Linked DNA regions of Mus musculus: region 1 is linked to region 2. The links are chromatin contacts, called in public HiChIP or PLAC-seq maps. All regions are on one chromosome and are shown on one strand. Each heading gives the region's core, a stretch centred on a gene start, on an enhancer-like site or on the middle of the called end of the contact. The rest is flanking DNA. Distances are from core to core; before and after follow the strand shown. Region 1 has its middle 11 kb from the start of Gm38293. Region 2 has its middle 3.4 kb from the start of Gm39713.

Region 1 (4,705 bases), core at 839-3,338, 450 kb before region 2:
AGGAACGAGACAAAGATGTCTACTCTCCCTCTCTTATTTTATACAGCGCTTGAATCTTTTTCTCTAAATATTTATTTTTATTTCATGTATTCATGTGGTTTGCCTGCATGTAAGTGCACCATGTGCATGCCTGGTGCCCAAAGAGGGTGCTGGATGCCCTGGAATGAGATTACAGAGGTTATAAACCATCACGTGGGTACCTGAGCCAGTCAGGTCCTCAGCAAGAGCAACTCCATTGCACTGAGCCATCTCCTCAGAGCCACAACCCCTCCCCCTTGGCTTTTTTGAGACAGGATTTCCCTATGTATCGCAAGATGTACTGGAATTCTCTATTTAGACCAGGCTGCCTTGAACTCATAGAGTTTTGCCTGCTTCTTTCCCCCGGCAACCACTCCTGGTTAGTGCTTGAATCTAGATATACCAAGTTGATAAAGACAAGACAAAAGGATAAAAGAAGGAAGGGAAGAAGTCATACCATCCTTATTTACAGACTACATGGTTCTTCACTTATTTAAAGATTCTGTTCCGGGGCCTGGCAAACACTAAGTGGATGATCACAGTCAGCTACTGGATGGATCACAGGGCTCCCAATGGAGGAGCTAGAGAAAGTATCCAAGGAGCTAAAGAGATCTGCAACCCTGTAGGTGCAACAACATTATGAACTAACCATTAACCCGGAGCTCTTGACTCTAGCTACATATGTATCAAAAGATGGCCTAGTCGGCCATCACTGGAAAGAGAGGCCCATTGGACAGGCAAACTTTATATGCCCCAGTACAGGGGAACACCAGGGCCAAAAAGTGGGAATGGGTGGGTAGGGGAGTGGGGGAGAGGGTATGGGGGACTTTTGGGATAGCATTGGAAATGTAATTGAGGAAAATACGTAATAAAAAAAAGAAATAAAAGAAAGAAATTGTAAGAGGAAAAAAAAAAGATTCTGTTGAGTCAACTAGAAAACTCTTGGATCTAATAAAGACCTACAGAACATTGGCCTTAGCTGGCCTGAAACGATGTAAATCAGGCTGGCCTTGGACTCTCCCCTCTGCTTCCTGGGAGCTGGGATTAAAGTCATCATCACGCCCAGCAAGAATTGCAGAAATCCAACACCAAGGAAATAAAACTGCCAACCAACAAATGGGCAAATGAACTCGATAGTTTTTCAAAAAACACAAATGCCCAAGAACAATCTCCAAGTGTTCAATGACTCGAGCCGTCAGGGAGATGCAAAGTAAAACCATGAGAGACGTCCATACACTAGCCGCAGAGATTTTGCATGTCCACGTTTGTTGTGGCTTTATTCACTGCAGAACCGGAATCAACCAAGTTGTCCACGGACAGATGAATGAATAGTGAAAACGTGGCACATACATTCTCTCCAGGAAGTTGAGAACTTCAGACTGACATTCACAGACAGACTTGCCCCCCCTCTCCAGTTCTCCTTGGTCCACAGCAAGCATGCCCCTTACTCAACAGCAGGTACTCTCTGAGTCAAGAAGCCTTGCTTCATGGGGAAGTCTTGTCTGTCATTTCCATTACTGATTTGGACCACACAGCCCTTGCACTCTTTACCAGAGCATCAGCAGCTACTTCTGTGGCCATTTGCTTCTCAGAGAAAATGCAAAGTTCCCATAGTTCCCATTCATGCCTTTAATTCCAGCACTCGCAAGGCAGAGGCAGGCGGATTTCTGAATTCCAGGCCAGCCTGGTCCACAGAGTGAGTTCCAGGACAGCCAGGGCTACACAGAGAAACCCTGTCTTGAAAAAAAAAAAAGTTTGTGTTTACTGTCCAGCTCAATGGGTTTCTGGCAGCTGGCGGGCAGGAAGGGTCAGACACCAGGTTCATCTTGACACAGCCAACTAACTCCCTCTGAGTTAATATGTTAAAGAGCCTAGTTTTAGTAAGTTGTTATTGAATGCAATAGAGTCCCTGATGCAAGAAGCGGCTCCCAAGCTGATGTGGGCAGGCTGATGACACTCCTGTCCCCAAGGACAACACCTGGTTGCACGTGCCAGGATGAGGCATGAGCCTGTGAGCCTGAGTCTGTGGCTCTGTGCCTACCCACATCTTCCACACAGCTCAGGCACCAGGGCAGACTGCACTCGCACTGCCACCTGTGCCACGCTGGACTCTTTAGCAGATCACACCTTCCTGCTTGCCCAGTGCCAAAGTCCACTCTACTTCCTGCTAGTGAGGTGGCACGCCTTATGATGAGGGAGGCACCTACCTTTCTTGTTGGAATTGGAGGAGACCATGGTAACAGACAGCAGGCAGGGGGCACCAGTTCCTCTGGCCAGCTTATTGGTGCAATGTCCAAATGGAGAAAGGGTTCGCTTGTCCACATCCTGCAGCAAGGTTCTGGGACTGCTGTACCTCAACGGTCTACTGATGGGGGTGGGGGATAAAGGCCAAATGAGGCAACTTCCCATCCCATGGTAACTACCATTTTTATTGCACTGCCTGCCAAGGCATTTTACACACACCTTCAACCTGCCAGGAAAGACCTTCAGAGATAGCTCTCATTTCCTAGACCATGAGCTCACAGGTCAACAGGAGCACAGAGTATGTCCCCTGATGTGTGGCAAGTGTCAGGTTTTGGGGTTGGTCTTGTAATATTATGTCAGCTGCAGTGGGATGCAGCTCAGCTCTTAAAGCATGAGGCCTTTCCATTCAGAAAGCTCAAACTGCTATGGTGCTTTTTTTTTTTTTTCTTTTTTTTTTTTTTTTCTGAGTCAGTCTTGCTGTAACATACAGCATATAGCCCTGGCAGGCTTACCACTCAGTGTAAGTCAGACTTAACTCATGATCCCCTCTGTGTGTGTGTGTGTGTGTGTGTTTAAGCCCCAAGGCAGGGATGGGCTTGGGCTTCTCAAGGAGGAGCCACACACACACACATTATGTATATATGTGTCTGAGTATATGTGGAAGTAAATTTGGGCTCCCTGCAAAAATAACAAGGGCTTCTAAACTCTAAGCCCGAGGGTCAAATGACCCTTTTATAGGGGCTGCATATCAGGCATTTATGATTTGTAACAGTACCAAAATTACAGTTGTGAAGTAGCAACAAAAATACTTTTATGGTTGGGGGTTGCCACAACATGAGGAACTGTGTCAAAGGGTTGCAGCATTAGGAAGGGTGAGAACCACTGGTCTAAGCCATCTTTCTGACCCTCATCCTCCCCTCCCCTTCCCCTTCTTTGACATAGGGACTCACTCTGTATCTGTAGCTCAGAGATTTCCGCAACCTTGGCCATGGTGTCTCTTCGCAGCAACAGAACAGTGACTAGAAGAAAAACAGCTCCCCTGTGAGTCCAACTCTAGAAGACCTGACTTCCTCTTCTGACCTCTGAGGGCACACATCCCCACAGGCACAATTATTAAAAATGAAATTAAAATATATAACACAAATCCAACACCACAGAAACTCATACATATGGAAATAAGCAAAAATCCACAAGGAATAAAAAAAAAAAAAACACCCGTGTACACACGCAAGACACAGACTAGAATTGGGAAGAAAGGTTTTTTAAAGTTTTCCTTTTGTGTGCAGGTGTGCACACACGCCATGGTTTGAATGTGGGAGTCAGAAGACAGTCTCTTGGGAATCCCCACCTTGGAAAATCTAGTCCTGGGGATTGAACTCAGGTCTTAAGCTTGATGGTAGGTGAGCCACCCAGAACCATTTGTCAGCCCTTTATGTAAAACTATGTAAACTATTTTTACTTATTTACTTATTTAGGGACAGTCTAGGTAGACATGGCTATACTAGAACTTGTTACAGAGACTAGTCTGGCCTCAAATCCAGAGATCTCTTGCCTCTGCCTAATGATGGATTTAAGGCATGTACTACCACACCCAGCTTAAACTGAATTAAAAAAATGATAAAACCATACAAAATTATTTAACTGATGGTTGAGAAAGCTTAGTTTTCTTGCAGAGGTTCAGGTCCCATCATGGCAGCTGCTGTAAGTCTTCTCAGTGTATCCGATACCCTCTTCTGACCTCTGTGCACACTGTGTACGTGTGTAGTGCACAAGCATACATGCAGGCAAAACACTCAAACAAATAAAGTAACTCCAAAAGAAGTTTAATTGGAATAAGCAAAGGACACAGGAAATGTCCAGGAGGGGAAATCCAAACAATCAATAGAAAGAAATGCATTACGCTATTAGTGGTTACCAGGGAAACAGTGGAATTTCACTGTTGTAGATTTATACTTTGTGTGTGTGTGTGTGCTTGTGCGAGCACATACACGCCACAGTTCACATGTGGACATTAGAGGACAACTTTGTGGGATATGTCTCTCTCCTTCCACCCTTCCATGGGGTTCTGGGATGAACTCAGCTGGGCAAACATGCACAGCAAGAGCCTTTCCCTCGGGAAGCACACATGTGAGTTTGTAAATGATCTCACATGGGGGGCCACTGTCAAATGCAGGCAGACTCAAATTACTGAACACATTCATCTACAGGCTATGAGTATAACGTGCACACCAAACAGAAATGACTTTCATGCTCACACTCGGACCCCAGGACATCTGGTCTATACAAACACTCCAGTACATGAAAAAGCTTAAAACCAGGAACACTTGTGGTATCAAACACTTCGGGTAATGATTATTACACCTGTGTTTAATATCTGGAAACATTTTCTTTTCCTTTTTTAATTTTTTTTTGGTTTTCCAAGACAGGGTTTCTCTGTGTAGCC
Region 2 (4,654 bases), core at 516-3,015:
CCATTCTGTTTCATTTCTTTCTCAAGGGCTGCTCCAGTTCTCTAAAGCAGCAGATCTTAGTCTGCACATGACCCCTTTGAGGATCGAATGGTCGCCTAAGACCATCAGAAAGCACAGATGTTTACATTGTGATTCGTATTGGCAGCAAAATTACAGTTATGAAGTAGCAATAAAAATAATCTTATGTTTGGGGTCACTACAACATGAGGAACTGTATTAAAGCGTCTCAGCATTAAGAAGGTTGAGAACCACTGGTCTAACGTTGATTTTACCACCTTCTGGCTTCAGCCTGGGAAACTTGTCACACGCCAGAAACAGACACTGTCCTTGGAGAATCAAGTCCTAATAGAGGTGAATACCCAGGTTTATTGAAAAGAAGGGATGAAAATTATTGGGTAATATTAGTCCACCGTTTTAAAACTGACGAGAACAGTCAGACTAGACTCAGAGAGATGAACTGACGCACAGCTGTGGAGACTTGTTTGAACTCAGTCGGCCTGGAATTAAAGCCCTGTGTTCACTCCTCAGCTGTTGTGGGTAGATTCACAGGAAGTAGAACCCCAGCACATCACTTAAAAACAAGGACTTCTGAGAAACAAAGCGAGAAGGGGCAGACAAAACAACAGAAGGGTGCAAAGACAGAGTTTCAGCCAGAGACAAGTCAGAAACATGGGCTATCTATCAGGAGTGTGAATTCCACTACCTGTCCAACCTGGAGGCAGGGAGGAGCCAGACTCTGGCTTGCCTCTCTTGTTTCTCTGCTGCAAATGCCAAGCGAGCTGGCCAATGAGCTTCCAGGGATTCTCCTGTCTCCGCCTCTCCCCCTCCTGTGAGAGCACTGGGATTACAGACCTGTGCACTGCCGCACCCAACTTCTCTTTGTGGATTCAAACACGGTTCCACGCTTTCATGCCGTACGCCCTTTTCTCGCTAACCACTCCCAGGATCACGGAGTCTCTGAGTACTAGTAACCCTAGGCTTCTGGTTGCGGGGAGGAGAGAGAATTACCTCCAGAGCGAAGTTGTTCCCGTTTAGCCGGGGACCACTTTTCTATAGAGGGATGGGTACAAAGCATTAGCAGCCAAGATCAAAGCCACTGGGAGATGAGATCACCAACCTTAGGAAGGGATCTGAGGTAGGAGGACATAAGGAGACTACACAGATTCATATGACACGTCTCACTGTGGACATATATATTTACCCAGTGGTAAAATAAAAACAATAACATGTGTCTCAGGGGTCATTAGGAAGAGTAAGTGAGATTGTGCGGTGGGCACATAATAAGCAAATAATTTAAAAAGATGATTAGCTAGAGTGAAATTAGTGTTTAGCGATAGGCAGCCATTTGTGTCGTTAATGACTATAATTGTATGTTTATGACAATTGGCAAGGGACCTTACTCTGAAATCTCTGCCAATTAAATGAATGGACCTGCATGTCGATTTAGCCACTAAAGTCTTCTCTACCCTGTCGGCTTGATTTCCCCATTATTCAACCCAGAGATTGTGGCCACTGCAGCAGCCCCTGAGACTAAACTCGGAGATGCAGAATGAAATCATCACCCCAGCCCTCAGACAAGCCCAGGAGTGTTGGGGGAGGGGCAGGCTGGGAGCTTCTGGGCTGCTTCCCTGGCTCGGCTTGGCTTGGGATCTCTCTTCCAACCCAGACAGCTGACTAGATTGATTTCCAGGTCACTGTCTGTGCTGAAGTCATTGTTTCTAGGCCCTGAGTCATCACCCAAGGGAGATTCCCAGGCTTCCCCCAGACCTTCTGTCTGACACTCACCCTGGAGAGTGTCTGCGCCCTGCCCTGCTTTGCCCCACTAGTTGGGGCATGAACATACCTTGGTCCTGCTGGGTTTTTGAAGCTCACATGACTCATGGCGTGCACTTGAGTGGATGGATACAAAAGGAAGCAAACCATTCTTGTGGCTGAAGGCAGCTGCTCTTGTATTCTAAAGGACAACTGTAGTTACACTTGGTGGAAGAATAGAGACGCTGGGACACGGAAGACGGCAAGCCGGTGACAGATGCACTGCCTTTCTTGTCCCTAGAAACATTTTCTGCAGCTTGGAGTTTAATGGAGTCAGATTCTTTGTCTCTGACCTCTCCCCAGCTTTACATGCAGGGTTTCTGCTTTGTTCGCTTGTGTGGGTTTTTATGTTTTTGTTTTTGTTTTTGTTTTTTGCATTTCCCACTGTGACGAAAAAGAAATCAGAAACAGCCACCGTGGAAGAAAGGGGTAAAATGGGGGAAGTGAATAACTTGGCTGACTTTGGCCAAAGTGAAGGCTCCAGGGCAACAAGCTAAATTTGGTCAACAATGTGAAGGTTCTGCCTCCCTACAGGGACTGTGTGTGCTGTCCAAACCGGAGGACTGACTCCTGACACAGCTCCGGAGTCACGGCAGACAGAGCCCCATTTCAGCTTTGCCCTCCAGCCATCCCAGTCTTACCTTCTCAGGAAACCAAGGGGAAAAAAAAAAAAAAGAATAGGAGGAAGAGAGTTTCCAGCAAGTATGAGTGGGTGGAGTTGCCCAAACACAAGCAAAATGAAAGGACAAAGCACAACAAAGATGAAGCCCAGTGTGAGGAAAAGGAGAAGGATGAGCACAGCTCGCCCATTGAGGCAGTCAGAGCTCCGGCATGGCAAGGCCACCTCTGCCATTCTCCTCAGGGTACAGCTCAGTGAGGACATGGATCCATCAAGTAGACAAAAAAAAAAAAAAAAAAAAAAAAAAACCAACGACGATGGTGGTACAGTTTGAAAGCAAGATGTCCCCCATCTGCTCATGTGTTTAGATACTTGGTGCCCTCCTGGCACTGGTGTTTTGGGAGGCCATGGAACCTAGTTGGAGGACTGAGTCCATAGAAATGGGCTGTGGGACTGTAGCGGGCATCCTGTCTGGACTTTCTGCTTTCTAGTCTACAGAGCTATAACAAGCCACATGCCCAATTCCCTCTGCCATAGACCCAGCTGCTTCTGCTGCCATGCTGTCCTCTGGCTGCAATAAATTGTTATCCCCTGAGCCATGAACCGGGAACGAGGCCATCCTCTCTGACCTTGCTTCTGTCGGGTGTTTTGTGATAGTCTGAAGTGTAAAAAGTAACTCACACTGGTGGCAAGACAACAGAAACAAAAAAGGAAAGTGATTTTGGATTTAAGAGACTTAAATAGAACTTAGTATAGATCAAACATATAATTAGAAAAATAAAATATAAATTAGAAGCAAGAAGAAACAATACCATTGAAATCTGAGCTACAGGGCTGGAGAGATGGCTCAGCAGTTAGGAGCACTGACTGCTCTTCCAAAGGTCCTGAGTTCAATTCCCAGCAACCCCATGGTGGCTCACAACCATCTGTAATGGGATCCGATACCTTCTTCTGGTGTGTCTGAGGATAGTGACAGTGTATTCACATACATAAAATAAAGAAAATATTAGGAGAAGATGAAAAGAAAAGGAAGAAGAGGAAGAAAAAGGAGAGGAAGAAGAAGGAGAAGAAAGGAGGAGAAGGAGAAGGAAAGATGATGATGAAGAAGAAGAAGAAGAAGAAGAAGAAGAAGAAGAAGAAGAAGAAGAAGAAGAAGAAGAAGAAGAAGAAGAAGAAATCTGAGCTACAACCTTTGGGGAAAGCCAACAGTAATAATCAGTGACAGTAGACAACAGAGGCATGGATGAGGAGGAGAGAAAACGATGGTTAACACAAGGGTAAAAACAGCCCTGCACAAGGAATAAAGATGCAAGCAGAAGGATAATCAGGGGTATAGAGGTGGCTCAGCTGACAACCTGAGTTTGGTCCTCAGGAGCCACTTGGTGGAAAAACAGAACAGACTCTAAGTTGTCCTCTGACCTGCTCATGACCATGATGAGATTCTTCAGGGTTTGAAGAGATGGCTTAGTGGTGAAGAGGACTGGGGTGGGGTTCAGTTCCCTGCATGCATTTCAGGTGGCTCACAGCCATCTGTAATCCCACTCAAACAAAACAAAAGGAAATCCTTGACACCAGCTTGTCAAGCAGATGATACACACACCTGACAACCCTACCAATTCCACTTTTGCAACGTAAGTGGGAGACGACACAAGAATGGGCTTGACAGACGTGTCACATGTAATGCTGAGTGAAGGCACGCACACACACACACACACACACACACACGGAAGCATGGCTCAGGAAATTCATTCAGTTGAGTCGTTCATCACAGTGCTCACGAGTGCTCAGCTCCTCAGTGTGATCAGAACCGTGATTATGTTTCTTGTGTTAGACAAACCAAACTTGAGTACGACCGAGTCGTGGTGGTGCACCCCGGTAGTCTAAGTACCTGGTGGGTTGATGCAGGAAGATCTCAGGTTTGTGACCAGCCTGGGCTATGCAGTGAGACCCTGTCTCATAAAAGGAAACTAAACAAATGTGTCCCACTCCCTAAAACCTAAATACACTGCTCAAGGGAAAGGGTATGCAGAATCTGTGTATGAAGTTAGGATGGTGGCTTCCGTGGACGGCGAGGCTGGGAGGTAGACTGAGCAGGGAATTTAGTGAACATGACATAGTGCTAGTTTTTAAGAGGGAGGGCAGCTTGTAGTCCACTTAACATTTGTTTTGTTTGTTTTGTCCATATAACCCAGACTGGCCTTGAACTCCTGTTTCTTCTGCCTC

What was found. HiChIP or PLAC-seq counts read pairs in DNA pulled down with a chosen protein or histone mark.
Region 1: a contact with region 2 is called in a FOXA1 HiChIP or PLAC-seq map of pancreatic cancer cells. The contact joins two enhancer-like sites. A contact is called at or near these places in 5 of 39 promoter capture datasets (the 3T3-L1 cell line, the HPC-7 cell line, hippocampal neurons and 2 more) and 4 of 115 datasets of contacts at active chromatin or transcription factors (double positive thymocytes, embryonic midbrain, embryonic stem cells and 1 more).

Annotation. Positions count from the first base shown.
Region 1 is chr1:180,755,449-180,760,153 of GRCm38.p6, reverse strand. No RefSeq gene overlaps it. Among named protein-coding and RNA genes, the nearest start is that of Gm38293, 11 kb to the left of the region's middle. Within about 2 kb of position 2,088, at least 29 of the 459 cell types and tissues checked have an H3K27ac peak or open chromatin away from gene starts, as enhancers often do. A contact at or near this core is called in pancreatic cancer cells, where this site is marked.
Region 2 is chr1:180,310,147-180,314,800 of GRCm38.p6, reverse strand. No RefSeq gene overlaps it. Among named protein-coding and RNA genes, the nearest start is that of Gm39713, 3.4 kb to the right of the region's middle. Within about 2 kb of position 1,765, at least 210 of the 459 cell types and tissues checked have an H3K27ac peak or open chromatin away from gene starts, as enhancers often do. A contact at or near this core is called in pancreatic cancer cells, where this site is marked.